2 separate regions of the Bos taurus genome follow, and region 1 is linked to region 2. Evidence: chromatin contacts called from public Hi-C data. All regions are on one chromosome and are shown on one strand. The core of a region is the stretch at or near the end of the contact, and the rest is flanking DNA. Distances in the headings are between cores, read along the strand shown. Region 1 overlaps SLC27A4 (solute carrier family 27 member 4). Region 2 holds the start of SWI5 (SWI5 homologous recombination repair protein).

What was found. A called contact is a pair of places that touch in the nucleus more often than the background predicts.
Region 1: a contact with region 2 is called in a Hi-C map of blastocyst, with 2.1 times the contacts expected there. The contact joins the enhancer-like site here to the promoter of SWI5 in region 2. A contact is called at or near these places in 3 of 11 Hi-C or Micro-C datasets (blastocyst, liver and skeletal muscle).

The regions. Positions count from the first base shown.
Region 1 is chr11:98,959,199-98,964,003 of ARS-UCD2.0, forward strand. SLC27A4 (solute carrier family 27 member 4) reads left to right here. Exons shown (of 14, transcript NM_001075667.1): 14 at 1-712. The coding sequence ends at 57. LOC132346637 (a long non-coding RNA gene) reads right to left here. Exons shown (of 2, transcript XR_009496556.1): 2 at 1-4,805. Among named protein-coding and RNA genes, the nearest start is that of URM1, 5.8 kb to the right of the region's middle. Within about 2 kb of position 1,708, at least 14 of the 102 cell types and tissues checked have an H3K27ac peak or open chromatin away from gene starts, as enhancers often do. A contact at or near this core is called in blastocyst, where this site is marked.
Region 2 is chr11:98,880,482-98,885,001 of ARS-UCD2.0, forward strand. SWI5 (SWI5 homologous recombination repair protein) reads left to right here and starts at 2,860. Exons shown (of 6, transcript XM_059891612.1): 1 at 2,860-2,865; 2 at 3,084-3,205; 3 at 3,536-3,584. The coding sequence starts at 2,860. GOLGA2 (golgin A2) reads right to left here and starts at 2,813. Exons shown (of 27, transcript NM_001192195.1): 1 at 2,670-2,813; 2 at 1,019-1,141; 3 at 1-44. The coding sequence starts at 2,750.

The DNA.
Region 1 (4,805 bases), core at 458-2,957, 78 kb after region 2:
GTCCCACTGGACCAAGAGGCCTACACTCGCATCCAGGCGGGCCAGGAGAAGCTGTGACTGGCCCCAAGTCCCTCTGAGGGCCAGTGGATACTGGATCTAGAGCCCCAGCTCCCACCCCGGAGGGGTCCTGGGCAAAGCCAGACCAAAGCAAGCAGAGTCTGGCACCACCCACCCCGAGGTGCCAACCCCCACCCCTCAAAACTGCCAGGGGACTCACTGCCACCTCCCTGCTCTGCCCTGAGGCTTTCTGTGAAAGCTTCAGATCCACTTTATGTCTTCGAGGCCAAGTAGGGGTCTCTGGGCCTCAGGCTGAGACTGAGACTGGGCCCAAGGGGTGATGTCTCAGGTCAGGACAAGGGGAAATAAGAGGGTCTCCAAGCACTTTGCAGAGAACAGGCAGCTTGTAAATGGGACGAGGGCAGAAGCCCCCAGACTCAGGAAGCCAGCACAGTGGGCAGGGAGGGCCGGTGATCAGGCATCTGAAGAGGATCCAGGCCCTGGGCCCACGCGAGTGTCCCTCAGCCCTGCCAGGCAGAACGGGACCATCCTGCAGCAGGCAGCCTAGACAGGGCACCCCTCTCACCCTCTGGGTGGCTGCCTGGCTGTCCCTCAGGCAGCCTGTCTTTGCCAGTCTGTCCACATCTCCTCCTGGCCTGGCTGTGAGGGGAGAAGGGGTGTGGGGCACTCAGGGGCAAATAAACTCCACCTTGCCTCCCCAAGCCTGTGTGCACACTCACCCCAGCCTGCTGGGACCCCAGCTCGTGCCCCATTCATCCTTCCCCTATTCCTTCGTTCATTTAGACCAAGGGATATGGCAGGTAAGATGCCATGGTCCCCACATCTCAGGTGAGGGGCAGTTCCCCCCTGAGCCCTGCAAGGTGTCACTTAGGAGCTTGTGGCCTTGGGCAAGTAACTGTCTCCTCTGTGAATCAGGAGGGTTCAGAGAGCCAAAGGGAGGCAGGCTGAGGAACGGGCCATTCAGAGCCACAGAAGGAGGAAGCCCTAGGCCAGCACAGGGTCCCAGATCCACACTCCTGCTCATGGTGTTTCTTCTGCCAGGGCTGCACTTTCCCAAGGGGTTGGGGGCTCTCAGGGGACAGAGCAGGGTGGCCTGGCCAGCCGGGTGGAGTCTGGGAAGGCTTCCTGGAGCCATCTTCCCAGAGCTGGTGAGTCTGCAGTGCCGCTGGAGGGTCAGCTGTCCCCTGGAGCCCATCCCTGGAGTCACACCCAGGCTAGAAGTGCTCAGCCCAGTGGGAAGTGGGGGTGGGGGGTGGGGAGGGGGAAACCGTTCACCCCAAGCCAGGGCTGCAGACAGGGCACGCACCCCAGGGCTTCATCTTCACTATTTAACCCTTAGCACCATCCGTCACTTGACTGGGGTCACAGAGTGAGTACTGGGGACTGCAATGCCAGCCCCATGCTCTTACCGCTGTCTCCTTGGTGCAGAAAGCAGCTTCCATGCCATGCATGCTTGTAGAGCCAACAGTGAGCCACACCCCAGGCCAGCAGCTGACTGGGTGATAGGTGGCCAAGATAAGTCTGGGGTACCTCCTGGGGTTGGAGGGTGACCTTTGAAAGACAGTGGAGTTCTGGTGCCACTCTTGGGGGAAGTGAGGGGGCGGCAGAGCTGGAGTTGGCCCTTGGGCGGTGATACCTGGTGGCATTTGGGAGTGGCAGGCAAGGGTGCAGTGCCCAAGTAGACCAGCAGAGGGCACGTGGGTGCTGCAGAATCGGATCCAGCCCTTCGCGCTCAGGCAAGGAAAGCGGGAAGGAGGGACAGAGTCCCCACTTGACCCCCAGGCAAGGGACCCAGCCCAGAGGACTCCGTGTTGGGCCTTTGATTGGGCTTCCAAGGGGCTGGATTTGACTGATGGTGAAGCTCTGTGTCTTTGACCTTCACCAATGGGAGGGCTCTCCAATGGGAAGGAGCCCCCAGGGGTGCCTGTTCCTTCCCTTTGGTTGAGCACAGTCACCAAGACCCAATATAGAGGAATGGTGGTCAAAAGCTCCTGCTCAGGCCTGCTCTCAAGTCCATTTGCCAGGCTGAGCCTCAGTGTCCTCCCCTATAAATGATGGTCTAGGTGGGCTTCCCCGGTGGCTCAGTGGTTTAAGAACCCACCTGCCAATGCAGGAGACATGGGTGAGATCCGTGGGTCAGGAAGAGCCCCTGGAAAAAGAAATGGCAACCCACTCCAGTATTCTTGCCTGGGAAATCCCATGGATGGAGGAGCCTGGTGGGCTACAGTCCATGAAGCTGCAAACAGTTGGACAAGACTGAGCGACTAAACACAACAGGAATCCCTGCCCCAGGACAGCTGTGGACATGTAATGAGATTGTGCTTGCAGATCTAGCCCAGGAACTGGTGCTGTTATCTTTGAGGTACACGGTAGTGATAAGGAAAAGAGGATGTGTTTCCCGTGTTAAGATCCCAGCCTAGGCCTAAGTTTCCCACTTCCACACCAGCCCCCTTTCCCGAGCCCCTCCAAGAAGGGGTGGGGCTGGGGGGCCCCTGGGCCTCGCAGCTCCCCCGTCTGCCTCTGCTCACCCCAAACCAAGGCTGTACCACATGGTAGTAGAGTGGTGAGCCCGGCTGCCTTCCAGACCGTGGCTGAGTCATCGCCCGTGCCGGCAGCAGGTGCCTGGATACATGTTTGTGAGGTTAATTCACAAGAGTTATTGTTTACTGGGCATTTCCTGACCTTTACACGGCGCTTTGACTTCCCAGTTGGTGACAGTTGGTAAAGAATCCACTTGCTCCTGCAGGAGACACCCGAGACACAGGCTCAATCCCTGGGTCGGGAAGATCCCCTGGAGAAGGAAATGGCAACCCACTCCAGTCTTCTTTCCTGGAGACTCCCATGGACAGAGGAGCCTGGCGGTCTACACAGTTTACAAAGTACTGTGTCCACACATCTGCGGAGCAGATTCAAAAGGCCTCTGTGCCAGGGGCGGGGTTGGGGGTACACAGTGAGATCTGTCCTCGGGGAGCCCACTGTCTGGGGGCTGGGGAGAGGGGGCAGCCAGTCAAGAAGCCAAGGGCATGTGCTAAGCTGCACCCTAACCCTATGTCTTGGCCGCGGTAGGAGGTGAGGAAGTTGTGTTTCATGGCCACAGGCTTTTCAAGAAAGAGTCATTCAAGAAGAGGAGGGGGAAGAATGGCCCAGGCAGAAGGGGCAGCGAAAGGTCTGGAGGTGAAGGGCGAGCAGCGCAGGTGAAAGAAGGCCTGTGGGGCCGCAGGGGTGGGGCTGGGGAAGATTCCAGGCAGGGTATGCAAAGTGAATCCACTGCAGGCACTCCTTGCACACCTGGAGGACTGCGAGCTCTGCTAGGAAATCCTTCTGTAAGCCCAAACACACTCCTTTGACCTAACAGCCACCAGGAGTGGAGCGCTTCCTATGTGCTGGATGCGACACCAGGCACTTGATCATCATCATTAAATCCGTAACACAAAGCAGCTATTTTATCCCCATTCCACAGATGAGGAATCTGAGGCTCAGAGAAGCTCCATCTCTCCAGACCACAGGGCCTGTGAATAACAGCGCTGGGAGGCATCGCCCTGCCCAGTCTCAGCATTCCCATCTGCAATCTGAGCCCAGGGAGGCTGCCAGAGGCCTGCCTTGAGCATCCCCGGAGGTCCTACCGCCCTTGGACAGGCAAGTGGCTGCCTAGGCCAGTGCTGGCATATCACTTTCAATTCCTGGGAAGGTTAAATACCGCCGAGGGGCCTATTGAGGCGCTGGCGGTAAGGGAAGGAGCGACCAAGCGACTTTCAAAGGAGCCTGAATGCGTGGCCAACCCCTCTGCTGGAGGAGGGGGGCCCTCGCTTCCTCCCAGCCTAATGATATTCTGGGCTCAGCCCTCGTCTTTGGCGGCAGTTTAACCCGAGCCAGGGCGGATTCCTTTCTCACTGATCTCAGCTTGACACCCAATTAGCACAAGAATGGGAGGAGGAAGCCTGTGAGAGGCGCCTCCCAGCCTCCGGGGCGCACGAGGGGAGCAGGCGGGGAGACAAAGGGCAGCGGGCAGGGGGGCGCCCGCGCCCTTGTCTCCCCCGCAGACCCCGCCTTTGTCTCCCTTCGGAGCTTCGGAAGGGATGCAGCCCAATGCCCGGCTGGCTGGCCTGCTGGAGGGACAGGAGTTGGGTCCACGCCCCTCTTCTGCCTGGGTCCCAGAGGAAGGCATTTGGGTGAGCTGAGCCCAACAGGACGCGGTGAGGGTCAGGGGTCCCGAAGGCACGACAGCCTGGGGTTAAGGGCTGACATGTGGGGGTCCATGAACGAGTCACCGGTTCTAAGCCTCAGTTTTTACATTTGAAAATGGAGGCTAACAGCCCCTGCGAGGAATCAAGCAGGTCATGCGTGTGAAGCACCTGGCAGGTGCAGAGTCGGGGGTCATTACTCATTGAAAGAATACGTTAAAAAATGGTTTTTGCTATTGCTTAGGCGGTTGAGAGGGGCTTCCCTGGTACCTCAGCTGGTGCAGAATCCGCCTGCAGTGCAGGAGACCCCGGTTCGATTCCTGGGTCGGGAAGACCCTCTGCAGACGAATTCTCCAGTATTCTTACCTGGAGAATCCCCAGGGACAGAGGAGGAGCCTGGCGGGCTACAATCCATGGGGTTGCAAAGACACGACTGAGCAACTTTCACTTCACTTCTCTTCAGGAGGTTGAGGCTTCCCCAGGAGCTCAGCAGTAAAGAATCACCTGCAAAAAAAAAAAAGAGAATCACCTGCAAAGTGGGAGATGCAGGTTCGAGCCCTGGGTTGGGAAGATCCCCTGAAGAAGGAAATGGCACCCCACTCCAGT
Region 2 (4,520 bases), core at 1,610-4,109:
GAGCGGTTAAGGTCGGACACCAGCACCTCCAGAATGTCCTGAATCTACAGGAGGCGAAAGGGGAAAAACAAGGGCAGGGGAGAAAGAGAAAAGTGGCTTAGAGAGGCAAGAGAGTCAAGGAAGGAAGGAAGACACTGGGTTGGGGCAATGGAATGCCGGAGAAGAGAGAAAGGGGTCAAAAGGGATCAATACCGGCCTGGGTCATTTTTCCAAGTAGCCACTTGCTGCCTTGCCAAAGGCAGAAATCAAGGGAAACAAACAGATGGAAAAGTCCCCTGAACCATGCAGTCACATAGCTCCTCAGATGAACAATGCAGCTCTTAAAAGCTTCTTAGACCATCAGGCCTAGACTCTTAAAAACCAGACTTCAGAAAAAGGGTTCATTTGAACAAAGTTGGGGGAGAGGGGCTACAGCTGAAAAATAAGCTTGAAAGACAATAATCTGATCCACCAGTATCATTTTACAGATGAGGAAACTGAGGCCCAGGGGAGGAAGTGATTTTCCCAGGGCCACCCAGCAAGCTGGTGGCAAAGATGGTCTTAAAACTCAGATGGTCTCCTAATCCAAGTGCCTGAGGCCCTCTCCTCAACACACTCTGGGGCTCTACTGGGGCCTCTAAATGGAAAGTCTGAGGGCAAGCAGCTGTTTTCACTGCCTGGCTTTCCCCATGAGGCTGGGGAAGATCACCAGAGCAGTTAAGACAACTAGCAACTACGCTTTATTGAAAGTTTACTCTGCACCAGGCTCTATTTTAGGGGATTATTATAAAAACGACGACAATCTCATTTCAACTTCCTTGGTGTAAGACAGTATTACCCCAATTTTACTAATGTGGAGACACAGATCCAACGAGCTTAAACAATTTGCCCAAAACCATATCCCTTGCAGAGGGAGAGGGAGAATTCAAACCCAAACTTCTTAGCCAATATCTGACATTTCTTCCACAATCTTAACCACTACCCTCTACTGTTGCCCCGTGAGTGCCTCATCCCCGGAAGGCGGTCAGGCAAGACTCACATCCTCAGGTGACGGACAATCACCAGAAGTGGTTGTCTCAGGGCTACTGCCATTCTTGATCTTTCTTTTTTTCTTAGCTCCTGCAGGAACACCAGGGCTGTTCTTCTGCTGATACTCCCTTAACTGTAAAAAGGAAAAGCAGTGAGGCTCATGAGAACTATACGCCCCTTGGATCCACATCCTACTTTCAAAGTTTACAAAATACTCTTCGCCTTCTGATTTAACGCCACAACAACCCTCCAAGGGCTGTCATCCTCAATGACTTGAAATGGACTGATATCGTGGCTAGGAGCAAAAGGTGGCAATAAAAGGCAACAACGGAATTTAAATTCAGCCTTCTGACTGAGTTCTGGATTACAACATCAATCCGCAGCTGCTAGGGGGCAAAATCAGCAGCAGAAGAGGAAAAGTAAACATTTAATCAGGCATCAGGGTCCCTTCCTCCATCTCTATTAGAGCTTCACACCAGTACGTCTCAAAATTTTACATCAATGTATCCTAATGGCAGAAGGTAGAGAAGACACACACCCCTAGTGAATCTGGGAACGTAACAGAAAGAGGACAACCCAAACACATTTCAGAGAGAAGTCCATTATAATCATCCCGATCTATGCAAATGTCATCCCTAAGTATATTGAGTATAAAAGGCTTTTTCTCTCCCAAGAAAATCAAGCAAAACTGACCCATCAGTCCCATATTTATCCTGTGGCACTTGGGCTGCCCCACGTTGAGGTGATGACTTGTGAAAGATTCCCAGTTGTGAAGTTCAGTTTCCCTGGATGTGCTCCTCAGAGGAGCACTAAATGCTGAGTGACCGGCCCTCTGGTCTCAGAATCACAGAAAATTACAATGTGAAGTAGAAACTTCCGATTAAAAATGTGAAAGTCTCTCTGGATAGAGAGACCTGGGAGAAAACCAAACTAAACCAAACACCTCCCATGGCCACCCAGAGATACTGTCAATGTTTGGAGATCACTGGGGGAAATGTAGGCTTTTTACACTATCAGCATCAAACGATGGGGGAACAAGTCTAGAGGTGAGGGAGCCTGAAACCCAGGTCCCTCTGAAACCTAGGTCCCATAGCCCCCCGAGTCCCCTTTTTCAAGCTGCTGCCACGACCCAGAGACACTGGAAAGGATGTGAAAACAGTGGGAACTGGGTGGTAAAATTTAACACCGAGTTTTCTAGGCATTAATGACAGTTCCGAGGGGCATTATGACGTAGCCACATGGCACTCATCCCTAGCAACGCCCGAGTAGCCGCTCCGCGTTGAGGGGAGGGGGCGGTTGGTGGGGGGAAAATGCAAAGGCCAGGACCAAGGTTTTCGGAGTCAGGGAGTTAGGGAGACCAGGGAGCTGCGGAGGTCCGGTTCTGGGCGACAGGAGACGAAGGCCAAGCCTGGTGTGGGAAGCCACGGGGGTCACCGATCCAAAGTCACCTGGGGGTGACGAGTGAAGGCGGCGGAGACTGGGCAGCCGGGGGGTGGAGGGGTGGGGGGGGCGGGACTGGCTGCGAAGACTTTGTTGGTTGGGGGGGGGGCGCCAAGGGGCGCCGAGGGGCTCACCCCGTGTGCCTTGGAGGCAGCACAGAAACTCTGGCCATGGCCCGGCCTTCGGAGGGGTCAGGGAGCCGCGAGCCCGCACATTTTTACCTTTTTCTTGGCCGCAGCCAATTTGCTCTGTCGGGTTTCTTCCGACATCCCGGGACGGGGCGGGGGAAGGGGGGGCCACATCAGCACGATCCCGTCAACCTCTGCGGAATCGCTTCCGGCAGCCACCGCGCCGCGGTGCCACTCAGCCAAGAGAAGGCGGTACCGGGGCGGTACTAGGAGGCCGCGGTGTATGGGGGTGGCCTCAATTCTCTAGCCCCATTGGATAGTGGAAAAGATACGGGGCGGAGACGCACGGCTAAAGCCGCCGCCTAGCCCGAAAGAGAGGGTGGAGTCACAAAAAACGCTAAAGGCGCAGCCGCAGAGTAAGCGGCCTCTGTCCTGCCCACCGCGGCGGAGAGGACTGAGCCGGCTCTCGCCAAGTGCGTGCGTAGCTACGCTTTGTGACGTTCTTAGTCTCCGTCACAGGATTCCAAGTACCTGGCAGACCTGAGGAGGCTCTTTTCCGTCCTCGCCCTGGACCCTCCTTCTCTGCAGCGCCCCCCGAGTCGGGGGCCCCGGACGCCAGGGCTGAGGAGGTGGGCGAGGAGCTGATAGCAGGGGGAAAGCACATCTTTTCCCAGTCCCTTTTCGTGACGCCCCTGTAGCTCTGCCTCAGACTTTCCTCAGATACCTCCAGAGACGCGCCCCCCGCCCCGCCATCCACTCCTCCAACACTCCTCCCTGTCAGAAACCCCCCCTTTTCCGAGAATCCCTACCCTGATCCCAGAACCATTCTCTGTCCCCTTCCCAACCGGATCCAGTCCCGGTTCATAGCTGTTCCTCCTCTCCACACCCCGACAGTACCCCTTTCCTCCCCAGGCGGCCTCTAGGTCCAATCAGACTTTTTCCCTCGGCTTCCTCTCCAGGATTCAACCAGGACTTTCCAAAAGTTGCGGCGGGGCCTTCCGATCCCCTGTGAGTATACCTGTGCCCCCTCCCTGCCCTCCACCCTGTATGCTGCTCCCAGCCCTTCCCTCCTTCCCTAACAGCGGCTGACCCACCCACCAGCCCTCTTCAGGGTCTTCCCCCCAGCTGACCTTATTCCACAGAGAAACTCCAGGTCATTTCTCTGTCCTTCCGCATCATCTTTTCCTCCTGCCCGCCAGGCTTCAGAGAAGAAACAGCGTTCCTGTCCTTTGTCAGTGTTACCCCAGACCCTACAAAGGGGCTCTGTCTCTCCTCCTCCCTGACATCGCCACAAGTGGTTGGTTGGTTTTGTGCTTTTCACACCACCCTCCTTCCCTCACCCATTCCACCTACATGGAAACCACTCTCATTCCCTCAAACACAGGTGCTCTCTCCTGCCCTACAGCACTTGCATATGCTGTCCCTTGTGTGGAATACTTTTTTCCAGCTTTTTGCCAAACTGATGCCTCCTCAGCCTTTAAAGTTGAGCTTCCTTGGAGGAGTCACAGCTCCACTTCAGGCTCAGGCCACTTGCTCTGTTAGGTGCCCCCTTAGCACACGGTACTTCAACTTCAAAACACTTTCCAGACGGCTGGTTAGTTGATTGGTTGTTTTTCCTTCCTTCATTCATTTGATGAATTCATTTGAAATAGTGCTTTCTATATGCCAGGTCTGGGCTTCCCTGGTGGCTTAGACGGTAAGGAATCCACTTGCAATGCAGGAGACCCAGGTTCGATTCCTGGGTTGGGAAGATCCCCTGGAGAAAGGAATGGCTACCCACTCCAGTATTCTTTTTTTTTTTTTCTTCCACTCCAGTATTCTTTTTTTTTTTTTCTTCCACTCCAGTATTCTTGCCTGGAGAATTCCATGGACAGAGGAGCCTGGCAGGCTACAGCCCATGAGGTCACAGAGTCTGACACTACTGAAGCGACTTACTTATGTGCT